4 separate regions of the Pan troglodytes genome follow, and regions 2, 3 and 4 are each linked to region 1. The links are chromatin contacts, called in public Hi-C and HiChIP or PLAC-seq maps. All regions are on one chromosome and are shown on one strand. Each heading gives the region's core, a stretch centred on a gene start, on an enhancer-like site or on the middle of the called end of the contact. The rest is flanking DNA. Distances are from core to core; before and after follow the strand shown. Region 1 holds the start of CBARP (CACN subunit beta associated regulatory protein). Region 2 holds the start of TMEM259 (transmembrane protein 259). Region 3 holds the start of ABCA7 (ATP binding cassette subfamily A member 7). Region 4 holds the start of POLR2E (RNA polymerase II, I and III subunit E).

What was found. A called contact is a pair of places that touch in the nucleus more often than the background predicts. HiChIP or PLAC-seq counts read pairs in DNA pulled down with a chosen protein or histone mark.
Region 2: an H3K4me3 HiChIP or PLAC-seq map of stem cell-derived excitatory neurons shows a contact between it and region 1, with 5 times the contacts expected there. The contact joins the promoter of TMEM259 here to the promoter of CBARP in region 1. A contact is called at or near these places in 3 of 7 Hi-C or Micro-C datasets (blood, induced pluripotent stem cells and stem cell-derived neural progenitor cells) and 1 of 1 datasets of contacts at active chromatin or transcription factors (stem cell-derived excitatory neurons).
Region 3: a contact with region 1 is called in a Hi-C map of stem cell-derived neural progenitor cells, with 3 times the contacts expected there. The contact joins the promoter of ABCA7 here to the promoter of CBARP in region 1. A contact is called at or near these places in 1 of 7 Hi-C or Micro-C datasets (stem cell-derived neural progenitor cells) and 1 of 1 datasets of contacts at active chromatin or transcription factors (stem cell-derived excitatory neurons).
Region 4: a contact with region 1 is called in an H3K4me3 HiChIP or PLAC-seq map of stem cell-derived excitatory neurons, with 3 times the contacts expected there. The contact joins the promoter of POLR2E here to the promoter of CBARP in region 1. A contact is called at or near these places in 2 of 7 Hi-C or Micro-C datasets (induced pluripotent stem cells and stem cell-derived neural progenitor cells) and 1 of 1 datasets of contacts at active chromatin or transcription factors (stem cell-derived excitatory neurons).

The regions. Positions count from the first base shown.
Region 1 is chr20:3,530,282-3,535,843 of NHGRI_mPanTro3-v2.0_pri, reverse strand. It overlaps CBARP (CACN subunit beta associated regulatory protein), which reads left to right and starts at 3,073. Exons shown (of 10, transcript XM_054673706.1): 1 at 3,073-3,323; 2 at 4,958-5,083; 3 at 5,161-5,300; 4 at 5,514-5,562. The coding sequence starts at 4,979.
Region 2 is chr20:3,304,497-3,310,058 of NHGRI_mPanTro3-v2.0_pri, reverse strand. It overlaps TMEM259 (transmembrane protein 259), which reads left to right and starts at 3,520. Exons shown (of 11, transcript XM_016934513.4): 1 at 3,520-3,954. The coding sequence starts at 3,730. It overlaps LOC112206464 (U6 spliceosomal RNA), which reads right to left and starts at 3,204; the gene lies at 3,098-3,204.
Region 3 is chr20:3,324,665-3,330,226 of NHGRI_mPanTro3-v2.0_pri, reverse strand. It overlaps ABCA7 (ATP binding cassette subfamily A member 7), which reads right to left and starts at 2,961. Exons shown (of 48, transcript XM_063800935.1): 1 at 2,868-2,961; 2 at 1,794-1,832; 3 at 1,630-1,702; 4 at 1,454-1,547; 5 at 1,085-1,226; 6 at 881-993; 7 at 659-741; 8 at 233-313; 9 at 1-18. The coding sequence starts at 1,798. CNN2 (calponin 2) reads right to left here. Exons shown (of 7, transcript XM_024351867.3): 7 at 3,997-5,426. The coding sequence ends at 5,151.
Region 4 is chr20:3,391,399-3,396,960 of NHGRI_mPanTro3-v2.0_pri, reverse strand. POLR2E (RNA polymerase II, I and III subunit E) reads left to right here and starts at 3,529. Exons shown (of 10, transcript XM_054673703.1): 1 at 3,529-3,613. GPX4 (glutathione peroxidase 4) reads right to left here and starts at 3,590. Exons shown (of 7, transcript NM_001364734.1): 1 at 3,419-3,590; 2 at 2,179-2,273; 3 at 1,949-2,093; 4 at 1,618-1,769; 5 at 1,165-1,189; 6 at 972-1,031; 7 at 644-891. The coding sequence starts at 3,502. The coding sequence ends at 859.

The sequences.
Region 1 (5,562 bases), core at 1,824-4,323:
GCAACAGAGTGAGAATCCCACTCTGGGGCCGGGGGTTGTTTAGCAGACATTTGAGATCATTAATAAGCAGGTCAGGCCGGGCGCGGTGGCTCACGCCTGTAATTCCAGCACTTTATCCTATCTGCAGGGCGAGGCAGGCGGATCACCTGAGGTCAGGAGTTTGAAACCAGCCTGGTCAACATGGCGAAACCTTGTCTCTACTAAATATACAAAAATTAGCCGAGCATGGTGGTGGGCGCCTGTAATCCCAGCTACTCGGGAGGCTGAGGCAGGAGAATAGCTCGAACCCGGGGGGGGGCGGGGGGGGGGGCGGAGGTTGCAGTGAGCCGAGATCGCGCCACTGCACTCCAGCCTGGGCGACTGAGCAAGACTCTGTCTCAAACAAAAAAATAAATAAAATTTAAAAATAAACACGTCGTAGTGGTAGGTGGTGGCAAAAGCCAAAAATAAATAACAGTAAAAGCCGAGAAAGTGTGCAGGACGGGACAGGGTGGAAGGCTGCAGGTGCAGCTGTTCTAGGAGACGGCGACCACGGCGAGGGGCACAGCGCGGGCGCGCGGGAGGGCTCGCTGGGGATCCCGGACCCCGGCGCGCTGCTCCTCGACGCCGGCAGAGAGCGCTCCGCGCCCGGAGATGCGCTCGCCGCCCCCCACCTCCTGCCTGGCCGTCGCCCCCGTGCGCCTCTGACGCAGGAGCGCGTGCGCGGGCGGCTGGGGGCTCCGTTGCCGTCAGCCAGCGGCCCGCGCAGCCTCGCTCGCGGCTATGACGTCACCGCCCCGCCCCCGCGCTCACGCAGGTCTGCGGCACCCGGCCGGGCCCCCAGCCCCGCTCCTTAGGCTCCGGGAAAATGCGGAATCGGGGATGGCGGGGGTTGGGGCTCGGGCTCCCTGGAAAGGGCCTTGAGCCTGGCGCGGTGGGCTGGACCCCAGGGGTGCAGGGAGCAGGGGAGGGCCTGGGGCTGTGGCTTTACAAGGGTGCAGCCAGGGAGATCCAATGCCTCCTGCTGTGGGCGAATCCGACACCATCCGTGGCTCCCTACATCCGGAGGCTGCACCCTCGCCCCCTGCCCGTGTTCAGGCCAGTGCAATGGCGGGCGCCACTGTCCCCTGGAACCCAAGCACCTGAAGAAGGCCCTGCTGGTCCGACTCAGGATGAAGGCGTGGGCCTGGCTCCTCCCCCCGGGCCAGCGCTGTGACGGTCACTTGGAGCTGGTCATCCTGGCCCTGGCTCGGGGAATGCAGACGAGGAGGCCTGTTCACTTTTCGAGTCGTGACCTATGCACCTCCTGGCTCTCAGGACCGCATATCCAGCTGCCACTCCAGGAAACTGGGAGGCCTAATAGACTCAGTCTCACTCGTGGAACCACTTCCCTCCAGTCCCCACTCCAGGGTCGCCCACGGGTGAAGGCGCCATTACTCCAGCCCCAAACCTGGGGTTCCTCTGGAATTCCGCCCTGTCCCGGCCTGTGCACCCAGCATGGGCACCGCTGCTACCATCTCTTTCCTAGCAGGCCCCAGCCTCCCCCCGTTTAGTACAGGTACCTTTTCTTCACACAGCCAGAGGGAGTCTTTATTAAAAATCAGAAACCTGGCGGGATGTGGGGGCTCACACCTGTAGTCCCAACAATTTAGGAGACTGAGACAGAAGGATCTCTTGAGCCCAGGAGTTCGAGACCAGCCCGGAGAACATAGCAAGATTCCATCTCTACAAAAAAAAAAAAAAAAAAAAAAAAATTAGCTGGGCATGATGGCGCGCACCTGTAGTCCCAACTACCTTCCGGGCTGAGGCTGGAAAATTGCTTGAATCCGGGAGGTGGAGGTTGCAGTGAGCCGTGATCACACCACTGCACTCCAGCCTGGGCGACAGTGCGAGACTCTGTCTCTCCAAAAAGCAAAAACAAAATACAAAAAACCCTGAAGCCTGCCCATGTCATGGTCCTGCTGGGAACAAGACGATTTCTCTGCTTCCTCCACGGGCATTGACTTGCAAACTTTTTTGCCTCAAAACCTTTGCCCATGCAATTCCCATTTGCCTGGCACCAGGTTCCCTGGGGCTGCCCTTGGAGTTCACAGCTAGCGGAGTGGTGGCCCCACAGCACACAGGAACAGGCAAGGCGCAAGGCATAGGGCCTTGGAGGGACGTAGCAGAGGAGGGGACCCAGGCATGGGCTGGGAGCCAAGAGCAGAAGCGCCGAGACTGTGAAGCTGGGGAAGGAGTTGAAGGAAACCGGGGTGAATCTCTGGCTGAATGGACAGAGGCCTGGGTACAGGGCACCTGCAAGGGCAGAGGCGGGGAGGCTGAGCTGGGCCAGCCACGTGCCAGAGCGGTGTCAGCCTTTCTTTGGGACGAGAAAGAGGAGGCGCTGTGGGGTGTTAGGCGTGGGCTCAGAGGGGTTGGGGTGGCGCTCGGGCCAGGCTGGTGGCAGGTGTGTGGCCTGAGTATCTGCAGGGTGAGGTTCGATGGTCTAAGAGGGAGAAGCGGGGGCAGCTTTGGGCTTTGGGTTTCTGCGGGTGTCGTTCTGATGTCACCCTGCGAGGAGCAGGCCTCTGTGAGTGCACGTTTGGACCCCGATGGGCTCTGCTCAGCTTTGTGCCGGGGTCTGTGATCGCTGTCACACAGGGGAGGGGGCAGGAGAGGCATGGCGAGCCCTCCACAGTGCCAGAGGGGACCTGCGTGGGGAAGCAGGCGGGGCGCCTGTGTCCAGAGACCCTGGGCTGTGCAGCTTAAAGGGGAATTGTGCCCGAGGGGCCCTGGCTGTGCCGCCCCGGAACCCCCACGGACCCAAGCAACGTGAGAGGGGAGTCCGTGCCCCCCCGGACCCCACCCCCTCCTGCGCACGCGGCGCACCTCGGGCTGCAGAGTCGTGAATTCCAGGACACCCCGAGCTGCGTCCCTGGGACCTCAGGACCGGGCGAGGTGAATCGTGCCGATGGGCCGGGGGCGGGGCTCGGCCGCCGCGGCGGGTGCGGGGGGCGGCTCCGCGTGCGGAGTGGGCGCCCGGGAGCGCAGGCTCCGCCCCCCGCCCCCGCCGGCCGGAAGGGAAGGGGAGGCGGTGGCCGGCGCGGAGCCAGCCAGACCCAGCGGCGAGCGCAGCGGGGGCGGCGGGCCGGGGACCGGGCAGCACCGGGCGCGCGGAGCGGGCGCGCCGCCAACGCGGTCACGTGCGCGGCCCCTCCTCTCGCGCCGGCCTCCCCCGCGCCGCGCTCTCCATTCATAAATTCTCCGCCTGCTCCGCGGCCACCGGGCGCCGGAGCCAGCCGCGAGCGCCACGCAGCCGCCCGCCGCCAGCCCGCCGCCCATGGGCCGCTCGTCCCGGCGCTGAGGTAGGCGCGGCGGGCTCGGGGCTGCGGGGGGCGGACGGGGGACAGGCCGGGGATCGCAGCCGGCTGTGGGCTGAGCGGCCGGAGGGAGGGCGCGGAGGAGCCCGGCGGGCGTGGGGACCGAGATCCGGGCCTTGCGCCCCGCACCCGGCTGCCTGCAGAGGGACCCCCGCTCAGGCCCCGCCCCAGCCTCAGTTTCTCCCTGTGAGGTCGGGCGAGGACGATGGCGTCTAGGCTCAGCCCTGGCGTCGGGTCCCTGCCTCCCCTCGCTCGCCATCCCCACCCTTGGCCGGCTCGGGGGCGCGGTGCTGCCCCGTGGGGAACCTCCGCCCTCGGCTCCCGCAGCCGCCTCCCCCAGGAGCCCCCCTCTTCCCCTCGGCCTCCTGCCATCTTCCCCGGCCTCCGGTCACCATCCTGCGCCTGTCCCCACCCCCTCCAGCCTGAACTCATTTCCCGACCTACATATGCGGCCCCTTCCCCCAGTACCAGGGCCCGGGCAGCCTGTGACCGGGAGCGCTGAGGACACCAGCCCCCGCCGGGACCCTGCCCGGCTTTGGGCCTCAGTTTCCCGCTGTCGCGTGTGGGCGGAAGTCCGGGAGGGGCAGGAGCGGCTGCCGCCTGTGAGCTCCTCTCGCTCCGGGAGAGGTCTCGCGCGTGCGGTGCTGACCTGGGGCCGCCGAGCACCCCGGCGCCAGCCCCGACCCCCTGCGATTCCCGGGCCTCCCCACCCGGCTGCGCCGCGCAGCGTCCAGGCTGCTCCTTTCCCTGGTGCCGCGCCCCGCCTCAGTTTCCCCCGAGCGTAAGGCGGCCGGGGATGCTCCGGGCGCCCGGGCTGGGCACGGCGGGGAGGAGGCCGCGGCCATCTTGCGGCTTCGCGCCCGCCCCCCCGAGGCCGCCGCCCCCCCCCAGGCCGCCGCCCCCGCGCCCCCTCCCCGCCGCTCCCTGGCAACCCGCCTCCCCAGCCGCGGCCTGCTCCGCAGTCGCCATGGGAACCAGCTTCTCCGGGGCTGGGAACAGATGCGCCTTCTTTGTCCCTTGCACTCCCACCAGCACTCAGCACCGGGGAGACCTCCACCTCCCGGAGTCGTGACCCGGGAGCACGCGCCCAGCCCCTGCACCCTCCCTGGCGCGCAGGCAGCGGGAGGTCTCCCTCTACCCAACCATGGCCGGGTGGGCCCTGCCATGGTGTAGCTGAACTTCTTGGGGTGGGGGTAGCCCCCCACCCCCGTGATGGGGCGGACAGGGCGTCTGGAGTCCTTCTCGAGCCGGCTGCACCGCCTTGGCGTCCCCATTCCTCCGAGTGCTTGCCCTGCCCAGCGCTGAGCTCCAGGGCCTGGCGCTACCTTGCAGGACAGGCCGCACCGGCTGTGTGCAGTTGTGATGGGCACAGGCGCACCCTCAGAGGGCCAGGCCTCCTCCCCCGCCATGGGGATGGGAGATGGAGGTCCAGAGAGAGCCCCCGGGGCCCGCTGGGCAGAGCCAAGCCGGGTGGAGGCTGCCTCCGGCTCTGCTACCTCTCCATGAGTCACTGCCCCCTGTGTGGGCTCCTGTTCCTGCAGGGAAGACCCGGCTTGTCTGCAGTGGCTCCTGCAGAAGAATTAGGTCTAGCTGGAGCTGACCAGGCTTCCTCCCCACAGGGCCCTCCTCCCCAGTTCAGAATGCAGCCCACAGCCACCATGGCCACAGCCGCCACCGCCACCACCACCACCACTGCCACAGTAGCCCTGACGACGTCGTGGGACAATGCCACTGGACGCCCCACGGTGGGTGCAGGGGACAGGTGGGAGGGGCAGGAGATCGTCCAGGCCAGCAGCACCTGACCCCCCCTGCACGCCCGCAGGCAGAGCCAGACCCCATCCTGGACAACTACGTGCTGCTGGTGGTGGTGATGTCGCTGTTCGTGGGGGGCACGCTGGTGGTGTTGTCCGGCGTCCTGCTCCTCTGCAAGCGCTGCTGGGACGTCCACCAGCGCCTCAACAGGTGCGAGGCCCCCACCTCGGCTGGGCAGGTGCATGGTGGGTGTGGGTGCCATCGGGTGGTGGGGGGTCTACCTCACTGGCTTCTGAGTCACAGAGTGGGCTGTGCCTCTGGAGACTGGGTGATGCGCCGGGCTTGGCTTGGGGCAGAGAGCCGAGACCCACTGTGGCTATCTGGGCCCTCCGTGCCACTGGGCTCTCCCAACGTCTCTCCCAGGGCCATGGAGGAAGCGGAGAAGACCACCACCACCTACCTGGACAACGGC
Region 2 (5,562 bases), core at 2,271-4,770, 230 kb after region 1:
GTATTTTTAGTAGAGACGGGGTTTCACTGTGTTTTCCAGGATGGTCTCGATCTCCTGACCTCGTGATCTGCCCGCCTCGGCCTCCCAAAGTGCTGGGATTACAGGTGTGAGCCACCGCACCCAGCAAATACTTCCTATTCTTAAATTTCAATTAAAAATTAAAAACTGGCACTAGATTCCATTTTTTGAAGACACATATATATAAATACACATATATATGTAGCTGGGACTCCGAGTAGCCGGGACCACAGGCGCGCGCCACCACGCCTGGCTAATTTTTGCATTTTTACTAGAGATGCCGGTTTCACCATGTTGGCCAGGCTGGTCTTGAACTCCTGACCTCAAGTGATCCGCCGGCCTCAGCCTTCCGAAGTGCTGGGATTATAGGTGTCAGCCGCCGTGGCCGGGCTATTTCAATTAATTTCAGTTAAAAATTAAAAACTGACATGATTTCCATTTTTGACTATATATATATGTACACACGCATTAAAGTTTTCAAATATATAAATACACACATATGTACACATTATACATATAAATGTAAATATATAGATATTTGAAACAGGGTCTTGCTCTGTCACCCAGGCTGGAGTGCAGTGGTGCAAATATAGTTCACTGCAGCCTCGACCTCCTGGACTCAAGTGATCTCCTGCCTCAGCCTCCTGAGTATCTGGGACTACAGGCATGTGCCATATGCCTAGCTAATTTTTAAATTTTTTGTAGAGATGGGGTCTCCCTATGTTGCCCAGTCTGGATTCAAGTGATCCTCCCGCCTCAGCCTCCCAAAGTGCTGGGATTGCAGGCGTGAGCCACCGTGCTCAGCCTCGTGTATATTTTAAATACCTTAGTGTTTGTGAATTTTCCTTTTCAGTATAAATGCTGTAAATCTAAATACTGTGGAGATAAGTATTTCTGAGGAAGCACTGGTATCCATATTGGAACACCCCATGGATGGGAAACACACCAGATTCTGAAGACTTGGTACCAAAAAGGATGTAGTATCTCAGTTACTCTTTTTTTTTTTTTTTTTTTGAGAAGTAGTCTCGCTCTGTCACCCAGGATGGGGTGCAGTGGCGTGATCTCGGCTCACTGCAAGCTCCGCCTCCCGGGTTCAGACCATTCTTCTGCCTCAGCCTCCCGAGCAGCTGGGACTACAGGCGCCCGCCACCACACCCAGCTAATATTTTTGTATTTTTAGTAGAGACAGGGTTTCACCATGTTTGCCAGGGTGGTCTCGATCTCCTGACCTCGTGATCCACCCGCCTCGGCCTCCCAAGTGCTGGGATTACAGGTGTGAGCCACCGCGCCCGGCCCCCTTTTTTTTGGTTTATGAGGTGGGGTCTTGCTCTGTTGCCCAGGCTGGAGTGCAATGGTGCCATCACAGCTCACTGCAGCCTCCAACTCCTTGGCTTAAGCAATCCTCTTGCCTCAGCCTCCCAAGTAGCTGGGACCACAGGCACACACCACCGTGCCCAGCTAATTTTTGGTATTTTTCGTAGAGACAGGATCTCATTATATTGCCCAGTCTGGTCTTGAACACCTGGGCTGAAATGATCCTCCCGCCTCAGCCTCCAAAAGTGCTGAGATTACAGGCATGAGCCACCGCGCCTGACCTTGTTTGGATAACTTGAGATGTGTAAAATATATTATTAAAATTAATTTCACTTGCTCTTTTTTAGTTGTTTTACTGTGGCTACCAGAACACTTAAAGTTATGTTTGTTATTTGCTTATCTTTCTCTTGGACAGCTGTGTTCTTGACCTGTGGGCCAAACCCAGCTGCAGCCTATTTTTGTATGTCTTGTGAGCTCAGAATGGCTCTTACATTTTTAAGTGGTTGAAAAAAAAACCCAAAATATGAAAACCATTCTATCAAACGTGGAAATTACATAACATTCAAATTCCAGTGTCTGCAGACAAAGCTTTATTGGCACACAGCTGTGCCCATCCATTTATGTATCATTTACGGCTGCGTTTTCTCTACAACAGCAGAGTGGAGTAGTTACTCTACCCAAAAAAGCTAAAAATACTGACTGTTGGCTTTTTTACACTTTGTTTTTTAGAGACAGGGTCTCACTTAGTCATCCAACCTGGAGCGCAGGGATACGATCATGGCTCACTGCAGCCTCCAACTCCTGGGCTCAAGCAGTCCTCCCACCTCAGCCTCCCAAGTAGCTGGAATTACAGGCATGCACCAACGTCCTCAGTTAATTTTTAAAAACATTTTTTTGGGGGGCCGGGCGCGGTGGCTCATGCCTGTAACTCCAGCACTTTGGGAGGCTGACGCGGGTGGATCACGAGGTCAGGAGTTCAATACCAACCTGGCCAAGATGATGAAACCTGGTCTCCACTAAAAATACAAAAAAAAATAGCCGGGTGTGGTGGTGGAAGCCTGCAATCCCAGCTATTCAGGAGGCTGAGGCAGAGAATTGCTTGAACCCAAGAGGCAGAGGTTGCAGTGAGCCGAGATCACGCCACTGCACTCCAGCCTGGGCGACAGAGTGAGACTGCGTCTCAAAAAACAAAACAAAACAAAACTTTTTTTTGGCGGGCTTGGTGGGTCACACCTGTAATCCCAGCACTTTGGGAGGCCTAGGCGGGCAAATCACCTAAGGTTAGGAGTTCGAGACCAGCCTGACCAACATGGAGAAACCGTCTCTACTAAAAATATAAAATTAGCCGGGCGTGGTGGCGCATGCCTGTAATCCCAGCTACTTGGGAGGCTGAGGCAGGAGAATGGCTTGAACCCGGGAGGCGGAGGTTGCAGAGAGCCGAGATCGCGCTTCTGCGCTCCAGCCTGGGCGACAGAGCGGGAATCCATCTCAAACAAACAACAAAAAAACCCAAAAACCATAGTATCCTCTTGTGTACGCAGCCGGCACTCAGTAAGTGCCCCTGAAGAGCACTTATTTATTTATTGCTGCGCGAAGCTACGGGGGCAGGTGGCACAGCGCCACGCAGGAGTGGAGACTGCCAGATTGTTCTACCGCCAACCTTAGTGGTGCCACAGGAGATGGATATGACGTCACTGGCCTTGTGACGTCATGGGAGGATCCGGGCAAGAGAAGCCAAACGAGGTGACGAGCTGGGGACTACAGCAAAAATATGGAACGCTTCACGAATTTGCGTGTCATCCTTGCGCAGGGGCCATGCTAATCTTCTCTGTATCGTTCCAATTTTAGTATATGTGCTGCCGAAGCAAGCACGACTCAACGGTTACCGTCACACCTATTTTAAGCCCTTCAATCAAAACATTTTATGATTAGGATAAGTTATGGTCGGTTTCATATTTAGCATAATTTCCTACAGTGGTATGTTGCAGAACAACTTTCGTGTTTACGCTTACTTTGATGTTTCGATCACGTAAAATCCCATATCTTATCGTAATTTTACCGCCTTATACTGGCCTCATAGACGCGGTGGATTGTGGGTGCCAATATGCAAAAGAGGTGGCCCAGATGCAGTCCCGCCCCCCTGGAGCGGCCGAGGTAGGGGGTGAGGCCTCCGCGGGCGCCGCTGGCATCCCAGCGTTCTCTGCGGGCGCAGGGGGGCCGCTCTTGCCCGGCGTGGCGACTCGCTAGCGTCAGCAGCGCCGCAGCCGGACGAGAAGGCGGAAGATGGCGGCGGCGGCCGGGAGGCCGTGAGGAGAGCGGCGGCTGCGAGGGCGGCCGATGGCGGCCGGGAGGCGCCCTCGGACACTTGCGGGTCGTTAGGGCGCGACGCTGGGAGGCATGTCGGAGCACGTGGAGCCCGCAGCTGCGGGGCCCGGGCCCAACGGCGGCGGCGGCGGCCCGGCCCCCGCGCGCGGGCCTCGCACCCCCAATCTCAACCCCAACCCCCTCATCAACGTGCGCGACCGGCTCTTCCACGCGCTGTTCTTCAAGATGGCTGTCACCTATTCGCGGCTCTTCCCGCCCGCCTTCCGCCGTCTCTTCGAGTTCTTCGTGCTGCTCAAGGTGACCGCGGCCCCGACCCCCGACCCTTGACCCCAGCGGCTGTCCCGACCCCCAAGTCTGCTACCTCCGACCGCGACCCCTGGCCCCGCTGGGGACACCGAGCGCCACCCTGCACCCTGAGGCCTATACCCGGCCCTACCGATTAGGGCTCTCCCTCGCGACCTCTGACCCTGGGATTGGCCAGGGACACCGTCTCGTGACCCCATCCCGCCCGGGGACGTCCACCCGGGAAGGCTGGGTCCCGCTGCACTAGAAGCCGCTGTTCTCTACTCTTGAAACCTCACTGTCAGCTCCCTCCAGGGCCCATCCTGTCCCCGGCGACCGCCTTTCCCAGGTCCCCACCTACCCAGGCTTGGAGTCCGGTCCTGGCCTGCGAGGTAGCACCTCCCGCCCTTTGACCCCTGACTCTGCCGCCTGAGACCCTCAGTTCCGAGGCCTCTCTCCCCTCCCAATGTGCTGGCCCAGAACCCAGCCTGACACAGGGCTCCCTCGGACCAACCCCTGTCCTGGAAGTCCACTCCCCACTCCCCTCTCTTCCTCCTTGTAGCCTTTCAGCTGCCCCCACCCCGTTCCCCGCTCCTGAGCCTCAGGGGAATGTGACTTAGCTGAGGTCACCTCGCTAGGGTTAGCGGCAAAGTCACCGGCAGCAGTGTACCACCCCATCCCCGGCCTCTTCCTCCGCTGGGTCCCCACCCCCTTCCTGCTTCAGGAGCTCAGGTTGTGAGTCTGTCGCCCGTGCCTCCCCTATGAGGCACCGGCCTCCGCGTCTTGGGCTCTGTCCCCCTCCCGCCCTCCTCAGATGGCAGAGGACTCAGCCGTGCAGGACAGGCATCGGCCTGACTCCCTCTGAGAAGGAGTCTTGCTTGGGTGACAGGAGGGGCTCAGTAGCAGCTGCAGCCCCTCAGAAAACAAGCTGGCCGGGGTCGTGGGCCACCTGGCGAAATGGGGACGTGGCCGTTTTCGTTCTGCATCAGAACACCGCCGCGCCGGGGCTTGGGGGCTGCTGAAGTTGCGCCGTGAGCTTTTTGGATCTAGCTTGCAAAGAGGGGTCTGATGCTGGTGGGCCAGGCTGCGATCGTGGGCAAGTTCCCAGCCTGACACAGGTTGGTCAGGAGCTGGCTGCTTTTTTGGGCTCGGCAAGTGGAGCTGGACCTTGGCCGTCCTGCGGACCTGGGTGTGGGTCCCAGCCTGCTGCCACTTCACGGAAGGCCCCCCAGCCTCCAGATCCGTGGCCTCCCCAGGCCAGAGCTCAGCCCATCATCCTTCCCACCTTCCTCCCTGCAGCCCCCCAGAGTGGCATGGTCGCCTCAGTAGGCACCTGAGCAGGGCTGTGAAGGGTTACGCAGGCAGGCGGCCTTTCCTGGCTCTGGGGTCCACAGACGGGGCCTGAAACTGTGGACGGAGGCTGGTCTGTGGACGTGGGTTTTCCTTCCATGGAGTAGCCTGGGAACAGGATGGAGCCACTGTGTCCTTAGGCTTGTGGAGGGTGTGTGCTGGGTGCCAGGCCAGGTTCCCCCGACGGAGCTCAGCCTCCCTGGGAGGTGCATCCCTGTCGCCTGGGCCCTGGTCCCACCATGTCCCGGTTTGGAAAGGGATCAAGCCTACCCG
Region 3 (5,562 bases), core at 1,712-4,211, 210 kb after region 1:
GCTGTGCAGCGCCAGGAGCTAGAGAGAGGTTACCAGACGGAGCTGGCAATGATCCCACCTCCAAGCCCTAACGAGGGCAGGGCACTGGGCCAGGGGCAGCCTCTCCCTCTCGCTGTCTAATTCTCCTGAAAACCCACCCAAGGGAAGTGCCCGGGCTGCCCCAGACCCTCCCGGCGCAGGCTGCCTGCCAACATTGCCTCCATGGGGGTTGAGGATGAGTGGGACCTCGTACCTCCTGGGCCAGGTCCTCAGCTGCCTCCAACAAGCTGTGCAAGGGCTCCTGGGCTTGGCCCAGTGCCAACCCCAGGGATTCCTGGGGAGAAAGACCACAAGGGTGACAATGACTTTGAGCACTCACTAGGGGTCCAGCGCTCTGGCCAGTTCCCAGGCAGACCATACTATCATAGCCCCCACTTTACAAATAGGGAAACTGAGGCTCTGAGAGGCAAAGGGACTCATTCGAGATCTCACAGACGAGTCTTCGTCACTGGGTCAGACACACTCTGGGGGCCCAGAAAGGACAAGCAGCATCACCGCAGGGACCAGGGACAGCCTGGATGCCTGGAACGGGAGGTCCTTGGCCCGGGGTGGGGCAGTGCCAGGACATCCCCAGTGCAGTGTCCCAGGAAGTCAGCGCGGTCCCGCCCCGACACCCTACCGTGCGCAGCAGTGACGTCAGCAGCTCCGCGACATCCAGCATAGGTGGTTCCAGTGGAGACTGCTTGGTTGGTTGAGGCTGGGCTGGGGGAGGAGCGCACGGGAGCATGGGGCTGGGGGGACGTTGGCCTGAGGCACCCACCCCCACCCTGTGCCCATTTCACGGCCCGGCAAGTTGAGGCTCAGAGCTCAGCCCTGCCAGAGGCCCCCCCGGCCTCCTCACCCGTGCTGCGTGCAGCCCTCAGCATGGCGATCAGCTTCCCTAGGCCAGCCAGCGTCCTGTGGGCACTGGCCCCTCCCAGCACAGTGCGGGCATCGGCTAGCAGCCGGGAGACCCTGGGGACAGAGAGAGGGCAGGAGGCGGGGTTCCGGCCGGCACTGCAGCCCCGAGTTTGCAGGCCAGCCGCACCCACTGCCTCTGGCTCACAGGGAGTCGTTGAAGTTGCTCAGGTGCCCGGGCTCCTCGCCTGGTGTCAGCTGCGGAAAGCAGGTGTTGTTCACATTACAGATGAGACCCTGGAGCCAGGGCACGGTGCCCGCCGATGGCAGTGGCTTGTTTGGGAAGTGGCCTGCGGGGAGACGCCTGGTGCTGAGGCCCTGTGGACTCTGCCTGACTCCACCCCCATCGGGTCGCCCGGCACCGCTTGCATGCCTCCAGCGATGGAGAGCTCACTCCCATGCCATGTATTGGCAGCCTGGTGAAGGCTCCCTGACATGCACGGGGGATTCCTGTGCACGGGTGAGCCATCTGCCTTCCCCTACACACACAAAGTGCCTGGTCCCTGGGGGGGCTCACATTCATGGTGCTCCAGGGGCGGGTGGGAGTGGCGAACAGCCACCAGGATGAAGAAGAGGAAGAGAGGCCACAGCAATTCGACCAGGAGCTGGACCTGGGGGAGAATAGGTGGGAGATGGTGGGGGACAGTGGGGGCTGCCTGCCCACCCGGCCCTGGTCTCACACTGGGGCGTTACCGGCTGTCTCCGGCGATACATGAAATTCTTCCAGAGCAGCAGCATCAGCTGTGTCCAGAAGGCCATGGTGAGACTGGGCAGGGGACGGGACAGAGAGGTCAGGACAACGGTCGGGCTGAAGACGTGCGGTGAGGCTGCGGGCAACTCCCTGCCCCTTTCTGAACCTCATTCCTCTATCCCACAGCGCAGGGTTCCTGGAAGCTCTGATTAGAGCGAGGCAAACAGTAGTCACTTGATAAGGAGGCTCCGCTACCCCAGGGGTGGAGTAAACCAATGGGAGCGCAACCCGCAGCCGTCCTCGCATCTGATTGGCTGCCAGGACTGTCGCTCTGAGCAGGGCTGACAGCTGGGGACTTAAAGACCATCCTCTAATCCTCCAGGGACCGAGTTTGGGCTTAACGCTTTCGTCACCAGGCTCCACCCCAAGCCTCACCTGGAAGCCTCTTCCAGGTCCTGACCCCCAGCCTCCTGCCTGGCCCAGCCCAGGCAAGGATTCCTTTCCCCTCACTGTTCTCCGAAGATAATAGCAACGAATATTGGCAGTGCTGGCCATTTCACACGCCCAGGGGAAGTGCTGGACTATCACCCCACTCTACAGAAGTGGAAACCGAGGCCCAAGAAAGCAAACCCAGGCACCCAGAGAGACAGGCAGTCGCCCAGCTGGAGGCACGACCCCAGCTCTGCCCACACCTTATGTAGCATTGATCGCTCAGAGGGACCGCGGGAGCCAGAGAAAGAGTCAGGCGAAGGGGCTGGGATAGAGACTCCTGGAGTCAGCGATTCCTGATCTCTTTTCCTTGGGCCGGTCCACCTCTGACACAGATGGAGAATCTGACGCTGACAGAGGGGCAGGAAGTTGCTAAAGGTGACCAGGCCGGAACTGGGACCTCAGACCCAGACCCTTACGCCAGGGTTCTTTCCTTTACATCAAGCGGGACTTAGGATCTGGGGGAGTGGGCTCAGTTTCTCCATTTGTAAAACGGGGCAAGGGGGAGTGCAGGAGTTCTAACGGGCAGGGGGCTGCAGGTGTGTGATCGGCAAAGGCCCTCTTAAGGGTCCCAGATGTCCGATGCCCCCCTTGAGAATCAGTGATCAATTCAGCCGTCGTCAACATTCACCGGAAGGAAACGAAGGGTCAGAGGCTGGACCCCCTAATTCCCAGGGAACTTGCATCCCTCCCGGCCCCAACCCCGCATTCTCGAGTCTCGGGCCTTCTTCCCTCTCCGAGTCCTTCTCACCTTCCAGGGGCGCCGCAGCTCTTGCCGCCTTCCCTCCGCCCAGCAGCAGGCAGGGAGCGCGCAGCCCCTTAAGCCAAGTGCGCCGAGCTTGCCCGCGCAGGTAGCAGCGCCGGGGCACGCCCCTGCCTCTGCACGCTGCTATTGGGCGGTCTGCCCGTCACTCACGGGCCTGCTCCGTCGGAGCTGCGCGGGCCAAGGGAGGAGGCGGGATCACAGAAGGGCCTCGCCTAGCCGGGTTTCTTAAAGGGACCGCGCGGCTCTTGCTGCATCACCATAGGGTGGCGGAGTGCCCGGCAGGTCCCAGGCAGGCCGGCCTCCGGGAACGAGGCTGCTCTGTCTTTGGGGAGCCAGGCTGCCTCCCCACGTTGCATAACCGGCTGCAATACCGCAGCTCCGAATTGCAGGAGTTCCCTCTGTCCCCGCTGTCCCCGGGGCTGGCCAGGCTCCCTCTAGTTTAGTCCAGACTCTGGGACTACACTCGTCCGTCTGTAAAGTGGGGGTTCCACTAGATCATTCGTGCATTCATTCATTCCACGAACGCTCCTCGGCTTCTGCAGAGGATGGCAGAAGGGGGAGGGGGCCCCCAACATTCTAGAGTCTCCGATGATAGTGGCTACCCTGATTTTGAGGAAAACCCGTTTCCCACTCTGGAAGAAGAGTTGAAATAAACTCTTCAGGCTGGAGGTGAAGCTGAAATGGGAGCGTGTGGGTCCACAGCTTTGAAGGCGCTGGGGAGAGTGAGAGGCGTGGGGACGGCTCCCGTGGCAGGAGGTGGCATTGCCGTTGGGGCTTTGAGGATAAATAGGAGTTCGCCAACGGGGAGACATCCAGGCTGAGGCCACGAGACGCGCTGTAAAGTAGGGTGCAGCCAAAGCGCATGGGGGGCATTTGAGGGAACTGCCTCCTCTCCAACTGGCCAGGAAGCCCAGCCTCTCCCTCTACCCCAAGTCCCGGCCCTTCAAATCATTCATTCCACCCAGACTCACCTGTGGCTTCAGCTTTTGCTCCTCCTCCCAATGGTGAGGTGGACATTTTCCCCTTGATCCCCCCATCCCCCAAGACCTCCTCTCTCCCCACAAAAGCATCAAAGCAAAGCACGCCCTCATCGACGCCAACTCTCTTGGCCACCTTCTCTTCGTACAGAGGTTTTATTGCGTTTGGTCCACAGTCGTATTTCACATTATCTCACGGAGCAGGGCCCCTGGGCGGGGGGTCCCTGTGCAGTACTTGGCGGGGCATGTGGCCGGGGAAGATGGAGCAGTATAAGCTGGTCAGGCCCAGAAGGGAGGAGGGCTGGGGGCTCCTTAAAACTTATTGAGGGGCTGGGCACGGTGGCTCACACCTGTAATCTCAGCGCTTGGGGAGGCGGAGGCGGGCGGATCACACCTGAGGCCAGGAGTTCGAGACCAGCCTGGCCAACATGGGGAAACCCCGTCTCTACTAAAAATACAAAAATTAGCCGGGCGTGGTGGAGCACCTGCAGTCCTAGCTACTCAGGAGGCTGAGGCTGGAGAATCGCTTGAGCCCGGAAGGTGGAGGTGCAGTGAGCCAAGATGGCGCCACTGCACTCCGGCCTGGGCAACAACCACAACTGAAAAAAAAATCTACTGAGGCCAGAGTGGGTTGGGGCGGGGAGCATGGAGAGGGCGTCAGGCTTAGCCCCAACAACTCAGAATTTCACTTCCTTGTACGGCCCTCACTTTCCCCACCTGGCCCCGGGGCAGGTCTGAGGGTCTGAAGTCTGTTGGTCTGAAGGTCCTAGGGAAATCCAGTCACTTGGGAGCCGGAGATATTTAACATCACGGCCTGGTCCCCTTTCCCAGGGGGCTCATTTCCTAGCACCCTCTCCACTGTCCCTGCCCCACCCCTCGGGAAAAAAATGTATTTTTCTTTTGTGAATACTTCCTGAAACTTGCGGGCATAGAAACCACAAACTGCTCAGCTGACAAAAGGGGGAAGAGGCGAGGCAACCAGAAACCGTCGGGGACCGGTTCCTTCCAAGCTCAGGTCTCTTCTTCCCAGCACAGCCTGAATGTGCCAGCAGGGACCCTCGCCCTACACGTATTGGGATATGGCCTTGACCCCTTCCCCCACAGCCCAGTGGCTCAGTCTTGCGAAGGATCAAGGCAAAGCTCTGCTGCCTGATCCCACGCTGACACTCACAGACCCTTGGTTGACTGGCAGCACTGAACGGGTTAAGAAAAAAAAAAAAAAGATGAAAACACAGAAAAACCCAAAAACCCAGATGGGGAGACGATGTGGGGAGAGAGCGTGCTGGGAGCCTCAGTAGCCGGCCTCCTCCTGGTAGTAAGGGGGATATTCAGGGACCTCCCCCGGGTCCGGGCAGTCGCCGGTGCCCGAGGGAGCCCCATCGGCCACTGTGCCTTGCGGGCAGTACTTGGGGTCATATATCTGCCGGCCCAGGCCGAAGACCTGGCCGCTCTGGTTGGCGCCCTGTGTGTAGCCCATCTGCAGGGACATGGAGGAGTTGTCACACTTGTCGGTTCCCAGCTTGGTATCATAGATGTGCCGCCGGGTCCCGGGAGCCGTCATGCCCACCTGGAGAGGAAGGAGGGGTGGAGCAGGTCATGGTGGAGAGAAGAGGGGACCTTCACTGGGCGCACTGGCTCACGCCTGTCATCCCAGCACTTTGGGAGGCCAAGGTGGGAGGATCACCTGAGCCCAGAGGTGGAGG
Region 4 (5,562 bases), core at 2,280-4,779, 140 kb after region 1:
CCCCAGTGGGGGCAGCTGGGATCAGCCACCCTGGCAGGCTGCAGTCCCTCTAGCTGTGCAGGTAGGCAGCCAGGCCGTGTCCAGACAGCCCCTGGGCCCCATGAACGGTGGCTGGTACTGCTCTACCAGCCCCTCCTGGCCTGTCCATCCCCAGCCCTCACGGAGGGACTCTGTGAACAGTAACCACCCAGCCACCCCCACACCCCCCAGCCAGGTGAGGCCCCAAGGGCAGGTGTGGGTGCCCAACCCATCCCCAGCACCAGGGCCACGCTGTTCCTCGGGCCTCTGCACTTCTGCTTCCTGGCCAGAGGAGGCCCCAGTAGCCACCTCCTAACGGTTAAGGCCTGGGGCCAGGAAGAACAGCCACTTAGAATTATCTTCTCCAAGACTGGGCCCTACACCAGGCCCTGCCTGTGCACAGCAGGTGGGGCTGCATGGATTAAGAGCCAGGGCTGGGTGTCCAACGGGCCCAGATCTCACTGCACCCCAGCACTGCAGCCAGCACAGCCCCCCGAGCCTGGAGGAAGAGGGGGCAACAACACTCTACCTCCATGGCACCCCCAGCCTGGCAGCTGACAGCAACTGGCCCTGACATGGAGGGGCCCCTGGCAAAAGGGCCCCCCAAACCCCTAGGCAGAAAGATTCAGCAGGCTAATTTGTCTGTTTATTCCCACAAAGTAGCCAGGGGTGGGGGCGCCGAGCCAAGCCCAGCAGGCCATGGGACCTTCCTCCGGCAGGGTGCACGCTGGATTTTCGGGTCTGCCCCACCAGCAGGTTTGCAGGCAGGCCGTCATGGGTGCTGGTGGAAGGCTCCGAGGGCGTGGGCAGGGGCTCGGGCGGGGCCACACACTTGTGGAGCTAGAAATAGTGGGGCAGGTCCTTCTCTATCACCTGTCGGGGAGGAAAGCTGGGTTAGGGCAGCTACCTCCCAAGCCCCCGAGCCTCAAGCGGGCTCCCTAGAGAAGACCTACCAGGGGCTCCTCCATGGGTCCGTAGCGCTTCACCACGCAGCCGTTCTTGTCGATGAGGAACTGTGGAGAGACGGTGTCCAAACTGTGGGGCCACCCCTGCAAGGGGCTGAGGCTGCCCTTCCTGCCCGCTGCCCATCTGGGCCACGGCTGTGGCCAGGGGAAGCTGGTCCCCTACCCCCCACAGCCCCCTTACCTTGGTGAAGTTCCACTTGATGGCACTGGAAAAGAAGCACATGGACGTGAGCGTCCCCAGCAGCCCCCCACAGTCCCCAAGCTGTCCTGTCTCCAGGAGGCCACAAGGGTGTGAGCTTCCCCGGCTGCCTCCACAGCCACAGTGCCCCCAAGGCCCCCCAGAGCCATCTTACCCCAGGAGGCCATGCAGTGTGAGAGTCCCAACAGCCCCCCACAGGCCCCTGAGCCATCCTGTCCCCAGGAGGCCACAAAGGTGTGGGCATCCCTGGTTGCCTCCACAGCCCTCTATGTCCCCCTGAGCCATCTTACCCCCAGGAGGCCACGCGATGTGAGAGTCCCAGCACCTCCCCGCAACCGCCCCCCCCGGAGCCATTCTGCCCCAGGGAGGTGTGAGCATCCCAGCAGCCCCCCCACCCCCACCCCGGCAGCCGTACTGTCCCCAGAGGTCACGCACTTTCCCAGGATGCCCTTGCCCTTGGGTTGGATCTTCATCCACTTCCACAGCGGGTGGGCGTCATCCCCGTTCACGCAGATCTTGCTGAACATATCGAATTTGACGTTGTAGCCCGCGGCGAACTCTTTGATCTCTTCGTTACTCCCTGGCTCCTGTGGCGGCCAAGGTGTGTGAGTCGGGGGCCTGGCACCCCCTCAGTCTGGGCCCCCTGTACACTCCCAGGCCCTTTCCAGGCTGGAGCCCACCCCGACCCCCACCCATCGGCCTCTGCAGGGCCAGGGCCCACCCCCACCCACCGGCCTCTGCGGGCCCCGGGGAAGCAGCAGCCCACCTGCTTCCCGAACTGGTTACACGGGAAGGCCAGGATCCGCAAACCACACTCAGCGTATCGGGCGTGCAGGTCGACGAGCTGAGTGTAGTTTACTTCGGTCTTGCCTCACTGGGAGGCCACGTTGGTGACGATGCACACGAAGCCCCTGCGAGGATCGGCGGCGTCAGCGCAGAACAACACGGCCCCCTCCCAGGGCCCGGCCCCGCGCCCCACCCCAGGCGAGCGCCCACCGGTACTTGTCCAGGTTAACCATGTGCCCGTCGATGTCCTTGGCGGAAAACTCGTGCATGGAGCGCGCACAGCGCCAGTCGTCCCGGGACGCGCACTGCAAGGTAAAGGAAGCTGAGCAGGGAGCGTGGACGGGAGGCTGAGCCCGGGACCCTGAGGCAGGAAGGGATCGGGAGCGGGTCGGTGGCGGGGACACCGAGGCCCTGCGGCCCTGAAAACCTGAACGCTCCTCCTCCTTAAACGCACACGCCCCCTTGTACTTCTGGTCCGGTTTTACCGGAGACCCGGAGGCCGGGAGAGGGTTCCAACCCCAAAATGTGCCACAGCAGCCGGTGTGGGGGCCCCGCGCGCACCGGGTCCTGGGACTCGGGACATTCGTGGATCTCCGGTCGCAAGCTGCGGGGACAGGGCTTCTTCCGCCGGCGCCGCGCCCTCCTGCGCCTGCACGCTGGGGCCTTCCGCCGCCGAGGGGCTCGCGGCCGCCGCCTGCCCCGGCTCTGGCACCGCTGCCTGCGGCGCCCGGGGGAGCGTGCGCCCGCGCGGCCCATACCCGCCCGTCTCCCGCCCCTCCTGGCTCCCCCACCCCGAGCGCCGCTACCGGGGACAAAGGGCCCGGAGGCCGTAGTCAGGACTGCGCGACTGTGACGCCACCGCGCTAGGCCAAGGTGCGGGGGCGGGGCGGCGCCCGGGGGCGCGTGATCCGGGATTTCCAGCCCTTCGCGCCCCCAACCGCTCGGGCGCAGCAGCCCCGCTCGGCCCGGAGACGCCCCGCCGTGGCCCTCAACGGTCCAGCTCCGCCCCAGCCGTCCCGGACCCCGCCCCCTGCAAGCCTGGACCCCCGCCCCCGGCCCCGGCACGCGCGCCTGCAACGGCCTGGACGGCCCCTTCCCCGACCACGACCCGCGCGCGTGGAACAGCCCCTTCCCCTTGCCCGACCCCAGCCCGCGCGCCCGCAACGGCCTGAACAGTCCCTTCCCCGACCCCAACGCGCGCGCATTGAACTGCCCCTTCCCCTTCCCCGAACCCAGCCCGCGCGCCTACAACGGCCTGGAGGGCCGCGGAGCGCGTCGCAGTACGGTCACCCGCGTCCGCGCCCGGCCGGGGGTGTGGAGGGGGAGCCCCCAGACGCCCCCCACCAAGGTCACCGGAGCCCGAGGGTTCCCCGCGCCGGCGAGCGGAGGCAGGGATCGCGCGCCCGCCCCAACGGTCACCGGGCCGGCAACGGCCGCGGCGCTCGCTCACCATGGTCCCGGCCAGGCCAGGCGCGGCCAGAGCCCCACAGAGCAGCGCCGGCTTCAGTAGGCGGCAAAGGCGGCCGAGGCTCATCGCGGCGGGGCTGGGAGCCAGCGGCTCCTCCCCTCGTCCAACCGACCAATGGACGCGCGTCGGCTTTCCGCACCTCCTTTCCCACGGCCGCGCCCTCCAGAGCGCGCAATGGTCAGCCGCGTCGGTGTTGAGCGCTCGCGCCGACGTCAGCCAATGGGAGGCCGGAGTGGGAAGAAGGCGGGGAAGGTGGGGCGGGACCGGACGTGCGGACTTGTTGTTGACGACTGCGCATGCTCGCTTGTGTCTAGGAGGCCGTGGCCTGGCCGGCGGCGCGTTGGGTGGCAGCGTAGTTATTCGGGTGGTTGAGCGCAGCGCGGCCGCAGGCCAGACAGCCTTGAGAATACTACTTAAGACTCGGCGAGGGGGTTTGGTTTCTCCAACTCGCAGAAAAGTGTCCCCAACTCCTATTTACCTTTTTTTTTTAAGAGACGGGGTCTTGCTGTGTTGCCCAGGCTAACGTGCAGTGGCACGATCAGGGCACACTGCAGCCTCGACCTCCCAGGTTCAAGCGAACCTCCCGCCTCTGCTTCCCGAGTAGCTGGGACAACAGGCTCATCCACCATTCCTGGCTAATTATTGTTTTGTAGACATGGGGGTCTCGCTATGTTGCCTAGGCTGGTCTCAAACTCCTGACCTCAAATGATCCTCCAGCCTCAGCTTCCCAAAGTGCTGGAATCACATGCGTGAGCCAAAGGCTCAGCCGGGATTTGCCTTTTTTTTTTTTTTTTTTTTTTCGAGACACAGTTTTGCTCTTTTGCCCAGGCTGGAGTGCAGTGGCGCTACCTCAGCTCACTGCAACCTCCACCCCACCGGGTTCAAGCGATTCTCTTGACTCAGCCTCCTGAGTAGCTGGGATTACACGAGCGAGCCACCACACCCAGCTAATTTTTTTGTATTTTTAGTAGAGACGGGGTTTCACCATGTTGGCCAGGCTGATCTCAAACTCCTGACCTCAGGTGATCTGCCCGCCTAGGCCTCCCAGAGTGCTGGGATTACAAGTGTGAGCCACCACATCCGGCCAAGGGATTTGCCTTTTTAATGTAAATGAAACCAAACTGAGTTGGGTTTGCTTCTCATCACAGCTCCATCTTATGGGGGTGTCCCTGCCCTCACCCCTGCCATGGGCGCAGGGGGTCAGTGACTCCCCATCCCTGGGTCTGGTTGCTGAGCCGCTTATATAACGTGGGCACTGGGACCTGAGAGTCATCCAGACAGTTACCATTTAACTGAGAACCTGGAGTTTCCTGGGCTCCCACCCCCAGGGGCAGCTGCCCACGCAGGGATGCGCGGTATGTGCTCAGAAAATAAACAAATCTGGAGGGTTTTCTTACAGTTCTAACATTACAAGGTATGGGCACACCCAGAGCCCATACTGCCCCACATCTTGGCTTCCAACTCTGTTTTTCACTTCGTGGCTTGGACATGTGGCAACAGAAACACTCATCTCATACTTGGGAACTGAGTCACTGTGATTGGACTTTGACCCCTGTACAGGCAGGGGTTTGGATTTTTTTTTTTTTTTTTTTTTTTTTTTTTTTTGAGGAGTCTTGGTCTGTCACCCAGGCTGGAGTGCAGTGGCTCCATCTCAGCTCACTGCAACCTCCGCTTTCCGGGTTCAAGTGATTCTCCTGCCTCAGTCTCCTGAGTAGCTGGGATTACAGGCATGTGCTACCATGCCCAGCTAATTTTTGTGTTTTTAGTAGATACGGGCTTTCACCATGTTGGTCAGGCTGGTCTCGAACTCCTGACCTCAGGTGATCCGCCTGCCTCGGCCTCCCAAAGTGCTGGGATTACAGGCGTGAGCCCCTCTACCCCGCCTAGGTGCTTGGGATTTGTATGTTGCCCGCAAGGTCTTAACCTTTTCTGACCCTGCACTGAATATTTCTTCAGAGACAGACTCAGGGCCGGGTTGACTTGGGGGGACCTATGAGCCAGCCCCCGCCACTGCCCCCGACTCAGGCCTGCCAGATGCAGCACCGAGGCGTCATAGATGGTTTGCTGGAAGAGGCAGTGAAGCAAGGATCCCTGAGCAGGCCTGGCAGAATCCTGGTCTTGCATAA